2 separate regions of the Zea mays genome follow, and region 1 is linked to region 2. Evidence: chromatin contacts called from public Hi-C data. All regions are on one chromosome and are shown on one strand. Each heading gives the region's core, a stretch centred on a gene start, on an enhancer-like site or on the middle of the called end of the contact. The rest is flanking DNA. Distances are from core to core; before and after follow the strand shown. Region 1 holds the start of LOC100193927. Region 2 holds the start of LOC103626031 (protein VAPYRIN).

Region 1 (4,359 bases), core at 1,425-3,924, 130 kb before region 2:
TAATTATTAGTCAAGAAACAGGTGTTGCAAGATAATGAGGTCCACAGCAACTCAAGATAGATAGTACTACACACCCTGAGTTGTTGGTATTTTATTCATGGAAGTCTAAATTGCATCAGTGAACCATTGCATCTCAATGCCAATGTTGAATACTAAGCTCAGACTCAATTCTTTTATCCTAATCAAGTTTAACTACTCCAGGAAGAAGAAACATACTCTTACAAGGCTACAATTTTAAAACAGTATCCTTGTTCTTAGGACAAGGATGTTATATAAAGTTATAAACAACTCGAAACATGTACATGAAGCCAGGAAAGTACGATAACACAAACAAAGAAGTCCAAGTGCTTACTGTTTTTGGTTGCTGACCTAACCCTTCTTTTGAGAAGGCCTTAGTTTTTGTTTCCTTCTCACATACTTTAAATCGTTCCATCTCTCGTTCAATCTGCTTTCGAGCATCCATCAGAGCCTGCTCATAAGAGGCACTAACCTATGTCAACATATATCACAATCAATTAAAACCAGAACAGTAGGGTATGTAAACTAAAAATTTATCTGCATTTCGCAAACGAGTATTATATCACATGAAGAAAAACATTACTTGACCGAGAAAAAACACTGAGATATGCAAACCACTATTGTCAATACTAAAATCAGGAATCATACCACAATTCTTCAGCAATATAGTAACACTTTTATACAGGTCACCAGTAATATATACACCGCATTGATATTTTGTATGGTTAAAATAGAATACCAAGTACCAATTGCAACACAAAGCAAACGACTCTAAAAGAGTGTTATCTTGAAAGTTAGCAGAGAGGCTTAAGGAATAAGGACCTTATAAACTCCAGAACTCTACTGACGATTTGTGAAGGCTGACCGAAACGTACAAAAAAGAGTAGTGGCTCAAGTGAAAGGGGTGCCTTCATCAAAGTTTAGATAGATAGCATCTCAAGTGACTACACCTCAATCTGGCCATAATCTTTGACAATCACAAAGAGATATGTAAATGAGAAGCCTACTATCATAATCTGTAGACAACAATACTTATTGCATACTAAAAAGCTCAATTGAATTTTTGCGTTTGTCAGGACTCCCAAACTTTAAAGCATGGGATCTCCCAATTGAGACCATCTAATAGATTTTTAATTACAAATTTTTTATATATATCAGCAGCACTTAATACTTCATAAACTTCGCTAAAACTAATGATTCACTATCACTCATGTTTTTTTAAAATAAATGACACTATTTGGAAACTCAGTTCAAGCACATGTGTGCTTTCTGTATTTCAAAAAGAATGCAATGAAGTCAAGCTCATCATACAAATTCTAAATAGACCAGCTAACCTAGCATCAAGGAGCATATGGCATCCAGATTTTTTGTTATAAACCACCCAGATGGACTATTCTTGCCAAATACAAAAGATAAAAAGTATACGCATAGTGCGTTTAACATTGGATATCAATATGTACCAAGCACATAGAAAAAAATGGACTGAGTGAACTTGAAGAGCAATGTCACCAAAGTCACATTGCTAAATATTATCTGCTTTCACAAATTAAAGTGCCCAAAGAAGTATTACATATTGCATCCCAACAACTTCGGATTGCAAGTGGCATCTAGTAGTGGGAACAATGTACCCATGGACTGCAGACAACCTTGGTGATGGAAACAAGATCTACATGATCAGCATCGTCATTACAGGATAATCTAGATAACAGAACAACTAGCAACGCCAGAAAAAAAGAGAGAGATAGCAAAAGAATGAGAAGCAGTATTAATAGTAACATCAAAAACCTTTGCACCCCTGACCTTGACAGGATACATATGAAACTGATCACGTCACCAGTTATGCCTACACTGTGTCACCTGGATCATCACCTAGATGATATACAACAATAGAACCATTCTCCAGTCTAGGTCTCTACTCACTGATCACCACCTGTGTCGTGCCACACAACATAACTTGTTCAATACTCCCTTCTACCTAGCACTCCACTAAAGAGGACAACATAACAGCACGTTGATCACAGCACAAGTCACTAAAGAGGACAGCATAGCGGCACGTTGATCACAGCACAGTCACTAATGAGGACAGCATAGCGGCACGTTGATCACAGCACAAGTCACTAAGGAGGACAGCATGGCGGCACGTTGATCACAACACAAAGTCAGCAAACAGCAGCAGCATTGCATCCCAAACAACCATGCCCTCCACCTGCAGACATAGAGGCTTGCCAGGGGAGGGGGCAGGACTCGAGGTAATCCGTAATCCTCACCTTCTTGTCCTTGATCTCGCTGGACTGAATCCACGTCTTGATCTGGTCCCTGTACCGCTGCAGCTTCTTGATCTCCTTCTTGAGGTCCGCCTCGAACTTCTCCTTCTGGTTGGCATTCTCAGTGTCGTAGACCTGCCCCCAAACAAAAAAAATCAACAAAAATCGCGAGAAAAAGTTCTGGCAGGGGCCGGGTAAACGGAGGGAGGGCGCTGGGGGCGTGCCTTATTCCAGATGCTGTCAAAGACATCGACGCCCTCCTGGACCTTCTTCAGGACGCGGTCGATCTCGCCCTGCAGCTTCCGGCTGGCGCCCATGGCTGCGACAGGGGTGCCCCTCAGGCTAGGGTTTACGGTTTGCCGTGGGGAGCAAAGGAGCAGAGCGGAGGAGAGTGCTCAGAGTGGAGACTGGGAAGGGGGCAAGGGGGAAAGAGCAACGGATTTGGGACGGGTTTCGGTTTTCCTCGGCCGTGCCTGCGTGGGGTGACGTTGGCGAGAAGGAACGTGGACTGGACTGACGTGCGCTTTCATAGACGCAAAAAATATAGGATGTTTGGTTACACAGGTACGAACGTTTAATGTCAATTATTATCTGTATGACTGTATTAGTGTTTTTGCCTGTTGAATTGTCAATGAAGTATGGTGTTTTTTCTCACGTTCTAAAGCCGGATTAACTGCATCCCTCAACCTACTATTTGAAAAATCGTCTCTCTGTGTTGGTTATATTAAATGTTTTTCAAGCTTCATCCTTTTTAAATAAAAATATATCCAACCAACACCTGATACTGTTTTCAACCACAATAAATACCTGAGTAATGAATTTAAGCTATCACAATTATGACTTGTGTAGTGGACTTTTTATCCCTAATAAAAGCCACACCAAGAAACAAAGTACATCCATGAACCCCTGACCAAGGTCAAATATACATGATACATGAAGAGAATGTTTGTGGACGACATATACATGATATAAAAAAGGTGGCTTCTTTTGCCGTCCATGTACTGTTTTCAATAGGTCCTTTAAATGCCCTCACATTTCCGCACAAAGGGCTTTTACATGAATTAGACAAATTATTATGTATCACATCACATACTCCACCCAGTTGGTTTTATATACACCACATCTACACACATTCCAACAATGTGTAAATTGACCTGGCTCGTGAGCAGCATATAGGGTCTGTTTGGTTGTCTGGTTGGGTGGGCTTGGCTCGTATCTAGGGAACCTGGCTCTTGCTAACCTGGCTGAGAGAATGCAATATCCCTACGTTTGGTTGCCTGTACGAGCTTAGCTTGACCCATGCGAGATGATGTTTGGTTGCTTGCATAAATGCTTGATGCATGGGCTTAAAAGCTATAAAGTTTTATTATATTTTCATGTGATGATGTTGCAATAGTCTATAATATGCCATACAAAGCCTTAATCCACTTTTAAATAAATTAAATTTATTTAATAGACACTAATTATATGTTAATATGACATTAGGAAAGACTAATGGTTGAACCGGCAGAGCCTGGCTCTAGAGAAACGGTCAATTCCTACGTATCTCGGGAGCCAGGCCCAAGATGAATCTTTGCATCCCGCGAGCCAGGCTGAAGAGGCCAATCAGGCAACCAAACAGAAGAAAGTTACGTCTCGTGAGCCTGGCCAGACCATATACAGGCAACCAAACGCACCCATATATCTTGCAAAGTTGCATCCACGAGATCATGCTGGCCGAGCATGAAAGAAATAACAGTCAGTTCCGTCTTCCCCGGCTGATAACCAATTTTCTACAGCTGATGGCCAACCACCTTTTAAGTAACTGTCATCCGCTCGGTCTTTCTGTGGCTCTATCGTGTCACATGACTGCAGCTGTTCTTTTCTATGATACATATCCTGATGAACTCCTGTATATCTCATCAGCTTGCGCTGCCGGAACGTAGACAACATCTATTAGGGCTTGTTCGGTTAGCTCTTAATCCATGTGGATTGAGTGGGATTGGATGGGTTTGAATCCCAAACAAGTCAAACTTCTTCTCACTTTTTTCCAATCCCATCCAATCCATGTGTATTGGGAATAACCGAACAAGCCCTA
Region 2 (4,559 bases), core at 211-2,710:
TCTCCTGGAGATGGCTTAAGCCATATGAATGCCAGGCAGCTTGGTTATCTCAGTTTGCAGCGCGCGCTGGTGATCGGTTCTTTATTCAACTGTGAACTTAAATTCCCTGTTGTTGAGGCCACGACGGGGCCATTAGCAATACCTTAGTGGTGTTTGTTTATCCATTTTCCATTCCGATGATATCCTAACTCTCATAAACCTATGCGTCTGTTCAGTAATTCAGGGTTAGTACATTAATGTTTTTATTCTTGATAGGGGCCATTCAGGTGTGTTTTTATTCTTGATAGGGTTTTTAACTCGTTGAGATGTCTCTCTCTTAAAGTTTTCTTCGAATAAGTCTTTCTTAACCGGCCTAGTATAACCTTCAGCGTCTAAACCATAAATACAGTAGACATAATATATATAGAGAGTCGTGTAGAGACATGCTCTTCATGAAGAGACTATTTCTTAATTTTTTTCACTTAACCTCTAAAAACACATCTCAAGGGATCCTTCATTCAATTGGGTTGTACATGTCCATGTGAAAGCTTGATCCGTACACGGCTTATATTTTGAGGAAGCCAAATGTTAAAGCTGAACCCATATTATTGCCAGGTCATCGTGAAATGGTTAAAAACATAGATATGGGTGACCAGTTCATCAAAACCTTTGCATCCTGCTATACATACACTAGTGCTCTGACAGTGAAAGAACCATTTATTTACCGATGACAAACGAGTAACTTTCAAGAGAGTATGTTGCCATCGGAGACTGGGTGTGACAGCCTGACAGGAGAAACACAACACTTATTAACAGGCAACGGAGGTCAGAGAGATCAGCGAATGGATAAAGCATGAAGTGGCATGGATGATCCAACAACTTCACTTTGTAATTGTAACAACGGGACTGTTTCACTGTGAAAGTTGTTTGTCACCCGCGCTGAGCATCGAAGCTGATGACGCTAGCAATGGCTTTGTGTGGATCCATCAAATACTCGAGGACCCATCTGTGCGGAAAGCGACCATATTTCATCTGTTTATGCTGACAGGAGATCGGTTAATGTGACAAAGGCAGCGCTTCGATTTATTAGGAAACGTTCCGGCGTCCTATACGGAAGGTTTCGTGAAAGGGAATAACATTTCGTCAATCTTGATGTCACTTTCTGTGTACATGGTCCAGCGGATGCGTCGGACGGATCGGAGGCAATGGCTGCGGGCAACCCGAAGTATCTCTTGACTCCGAATGTTATTTTTGTCGGCTCATAACCAGAACATCAGTATTGATTGTTACAGGTGTATATGCTGCAGTGGTGTAACTGAATTTTACTTGTGCCATAATTTGTTCTACATGCATTACTAAGCCAGAGAGAAAGAGAGTGAGTGAACAGAAATGAGGTAATCATGTTCGTTTTAACTCATGCTGTAAAAGTATATGTATAGGTCTGTCTCCTTCTTTAAACAATCTGAGAAACCGAGTGGCAGTTGTTTGTAAAGTCTATTCAAGCATGCTGTGTGCAGTTGTTTGTCAAAAGTCTATATCCAAGCATGCTAGCTGACTGACAGAAGCAAACCGAACATTCTGAAAAGAAAACGAAATATACCATCAGCAACTGTCAGAAGAACCGAAACTGCTCCTACTGACGCAAGTGTGCCCAACGAAAGCGAGAACGCGACCATTTCATCCAATCACCTCGCTCTGCTTCGTTCGTATCATCAATCCATTTGTTTATCGCCTACAAATGACGAGCGACGGCGCGACAGGTAATGCCGCCGCGGTCGATCTCCGAAATAAAACCCCTCCAGCAGACGCCAAACCCGCCATTAAAATACCCCGGAGCTGCCACCACATAGAACGAGTCGTCCTTGTTCTTCACACCCACCAAGTGGCACGCCTCCACGACGCGCGCGCCGGCTAAGCCGTACGTGACTGCGAGTTACATTAAGACCCCGTCCCTCCTCCCACTCCCACTCCTCTTGATGGCTGCTTCTTCCACCTCTGCATCTACCAAGAACTCATAGGAGCGCAGTAATAAGTGTTCTTGTTAGTAGGACGGCAAGCTTTGGCGAGAGAAGAGAAGAGAAGACGGCGACGGCGACGAAAACAGGAAGGGCATGGATCGGTTGGTGATACCTGAGCCGTCAAACGAGGTGATGATCCGGGTGGAGCCCGGCATGCAGGCGAGGGGGGAGCTGACGCTAAGGAACGCGATGCACACCATGCCGGTGGCGTTCAGGCTGCAGCCGGCGGTGCGCGGGCGCTTCGCGGTTCGCCCGCACACGGGGATCCTGGCGCCGCTCGCGGCGGTCACCGTGGAGGTGCTGTACCTGGCCTCCGCGCCTCCAGATAGGCCCAGCGGGTCAGGAAGAGGAGGAGGGAGCCGTGGCGAGGACGCGTTCCTGCTGCACAGCGTGGTCGTGCCGGGCGCCGCGGTGAAGGAACCGGTGACGGCGCTGGACTCGGTCAACCCAGAGTGGTTCTCGGCGAGGAGGAAGCATGTGTTCGTGGACAGCGGCATCAGGGCGAGCTTCGTGGGCGCGTCCGTGGCCGCGCGCCTCGTCGAGGCCGGCGCGGTCGAGGCGCTCAGGGAGGTGCTCGACCGCAGCGAGCCTGAGTGGCGTGCCGCGGACGCCGCGGACGAGTATGGCCGCACGCTGCTAGACCTCGCCGTCGGCCTGGGCCGCGCCGACATCGTCCAGGTGCTGCTCGAGTACGGCGCCGACGCTGACAAACCGAGCCGCGGCCGGACGCCCCTCGAGGCCGCCGCCGCCTCCGGCGAGTGCCTCATCGCCGAGCTCCTCCTCGCCAACGGCGCGACGCCCGCCGGCTCCGACGCCATCCACGTGGCCGCCGCCGCCGGCCACGACGACGTCCTGAAGCTGCTTCTTGGCAAGCCCGCCCCTGCCTCTCTCGCCTCGTCCTCGTCCGCGTCCTTTTCGTCTTCTTTTACATCTATCGACGCGGCGGGGAGGGACGGCAAGACTCCTCTACGGCTAGCGGCCGAGGCGGGGCGGCGAGACGCAGTGAAGGCGCTTCTCGCGGCGGGCGCGAGGGCCGACGCCAGGTGCGGAACGGACGGTGCCACCGCCCTACACGCCGCGGCGAGGCGCGGCGACGAGGCGGTCGCGCGCCTCCTCCTGTCGCACGGAGTGGCCGGCACGGCCACGGTGCGCGACGCGGCCGGGAAGACTGCATTCGAGATCGCCGCCCAGGAGGGCCACGGCGGCCGGATCCTGCAGTTCTTGGGCCTCGGCGAGGCGATCCTGGCCGCCGCGCGCAAGGGCGAGGTGAGATCGGTCAGGCGCGCGGCCGACGGCGGCGCGTCCGTCGAGGGGCGGGACGCGCATGGCTGGACGCCGCTCATGCGCGCTGCCTTCAAAGGGCGGGCCGACACGGCCCGCGACCTTATCGCCCGTGGCGCGGACATCGACGCAGCCGACGCCGAGGGCTACACGGTGCTGCACTGCGCGGCCGAGGCCGGTCGCGCCGACGTGGTCGACCTCCTCTTAAAGAACGGCGCGAACGCCAAGGCTACGACCGTGAAGGGAAGAACCGCCGCCGATGTCGCCGCCGCCGCGGGGAGGTCCAAGGTGGTTCGGCTTCTTGACAGGGCAAGCGTCATAGGGAGGAAACAGGATGTTACCGAGAAGGTGGCGAAGGGCGGTAGCATGGACAGGAAACAGAGAGGGCGGAAGGGGAGCAGTGGCGCCATAAGGTTTGGTGGTGGGAAGGAGGGATTCGAAGCTGCCGTGGTTACCTTTGGGTGGTCACACTAGCCCACTGCCCCACTGCCAAGAGCCCAAGAAGCAGCTGACCATCAAGGTGGATTCGTTCCAAATTGTGATTAGTTTTGGAGGAGGCGATAATTCATATATTTGTTTTGAAGTTACAGACGAGTAATATATGTGGTATACTTGTAAAAAGATATTCCCCAAAAGTAGACTTTTCTTCTTTTTTCACTTTGTTGTATCACACTGTATACAATGATGGCAATGGTTGTAGTTGACGACTTGATAATATTAGAGCAACTCTAGTAGTTCTCTAAATAACTCTCAAAATCTTAAATTTAAGAAGTAAACAAAAAATCATTCTCTAATAATTCTTCAAATGAACTTGTTAAATTTAGTTACTTCTTCAACCTCATTTACCCTTCAAATCTAGCATCTCGCTAACAACTCACTAAGAGCAACGCCATTAGTTCTCTAGAAAAAGCCCCCTAAATTTATATTTAGGAAGTCGAAAAATAGGTATAGAGAGTAAGAAGTAGCTTGGTCTCCAGCAGGTTCCCGTATTTAGACAGTAATTTAATTTTGAATCTAACTTTGGTATGCATATGCTCCCGTCGTACTTGAACCAAAGGACCTATAGGAAGGTTGCATAGAAGGTTTGGTCGAATCTAATTTTGAATCTAAACCCTAGTTGCTAGAACCTTTGGTTAAGGTAAGAACCGATCAAACCCCCTATGCAGCCTTTAATCTACCCATTAGACAACAAGTAAAAGAGGCATAAGATCAAATCGAATCATTTACCTCTTGATGGAGTAGTGATGGACATATAAACTTGATGGAGCATGGTGCAAATAC

The links. A called contact is a pair of places that touch in the nucleus more often than the background predicts.
Region 1: a contact with region 2 is called in a Hi-C map of leaf, with 3 times the contacts expected there. The contact joins the promoter of LOC100193927 here to the promoter of LOC103626031 in region 2. A contact is called at or near these places in 3 of 25 Hi-C or Micro-C datasets (bundle sheath, endosperm and leaf).

The regions. Positions count from the first base shown.
Region 1 is chr5:16,420,310-16,424,668 of Zm-B73-REFERENCE-NAM-5.0, reverse strand. LOC100193927 reads right to left here and starts at 2,674. Exons shown (of 16, transcript NM_001359351.1): 1 at 2,507-2,674; 2 at 2,286-2,417; 3 at 353-469. The coding sequence starts at 2,599.
Region 2 is chr5:16,286,986-16,291,544 of Zm-B73-REFERENCE-NAM-5.0, reverse strand. LOC103626031 (protein VAPYRIN) reads left to right here and starts at 1,460. Exons shown (of 1, transcript XM_008646416.3): 1 at 1,460-3,995. The coding sequence starts at 2,091. The coding sequence ends at 3,752.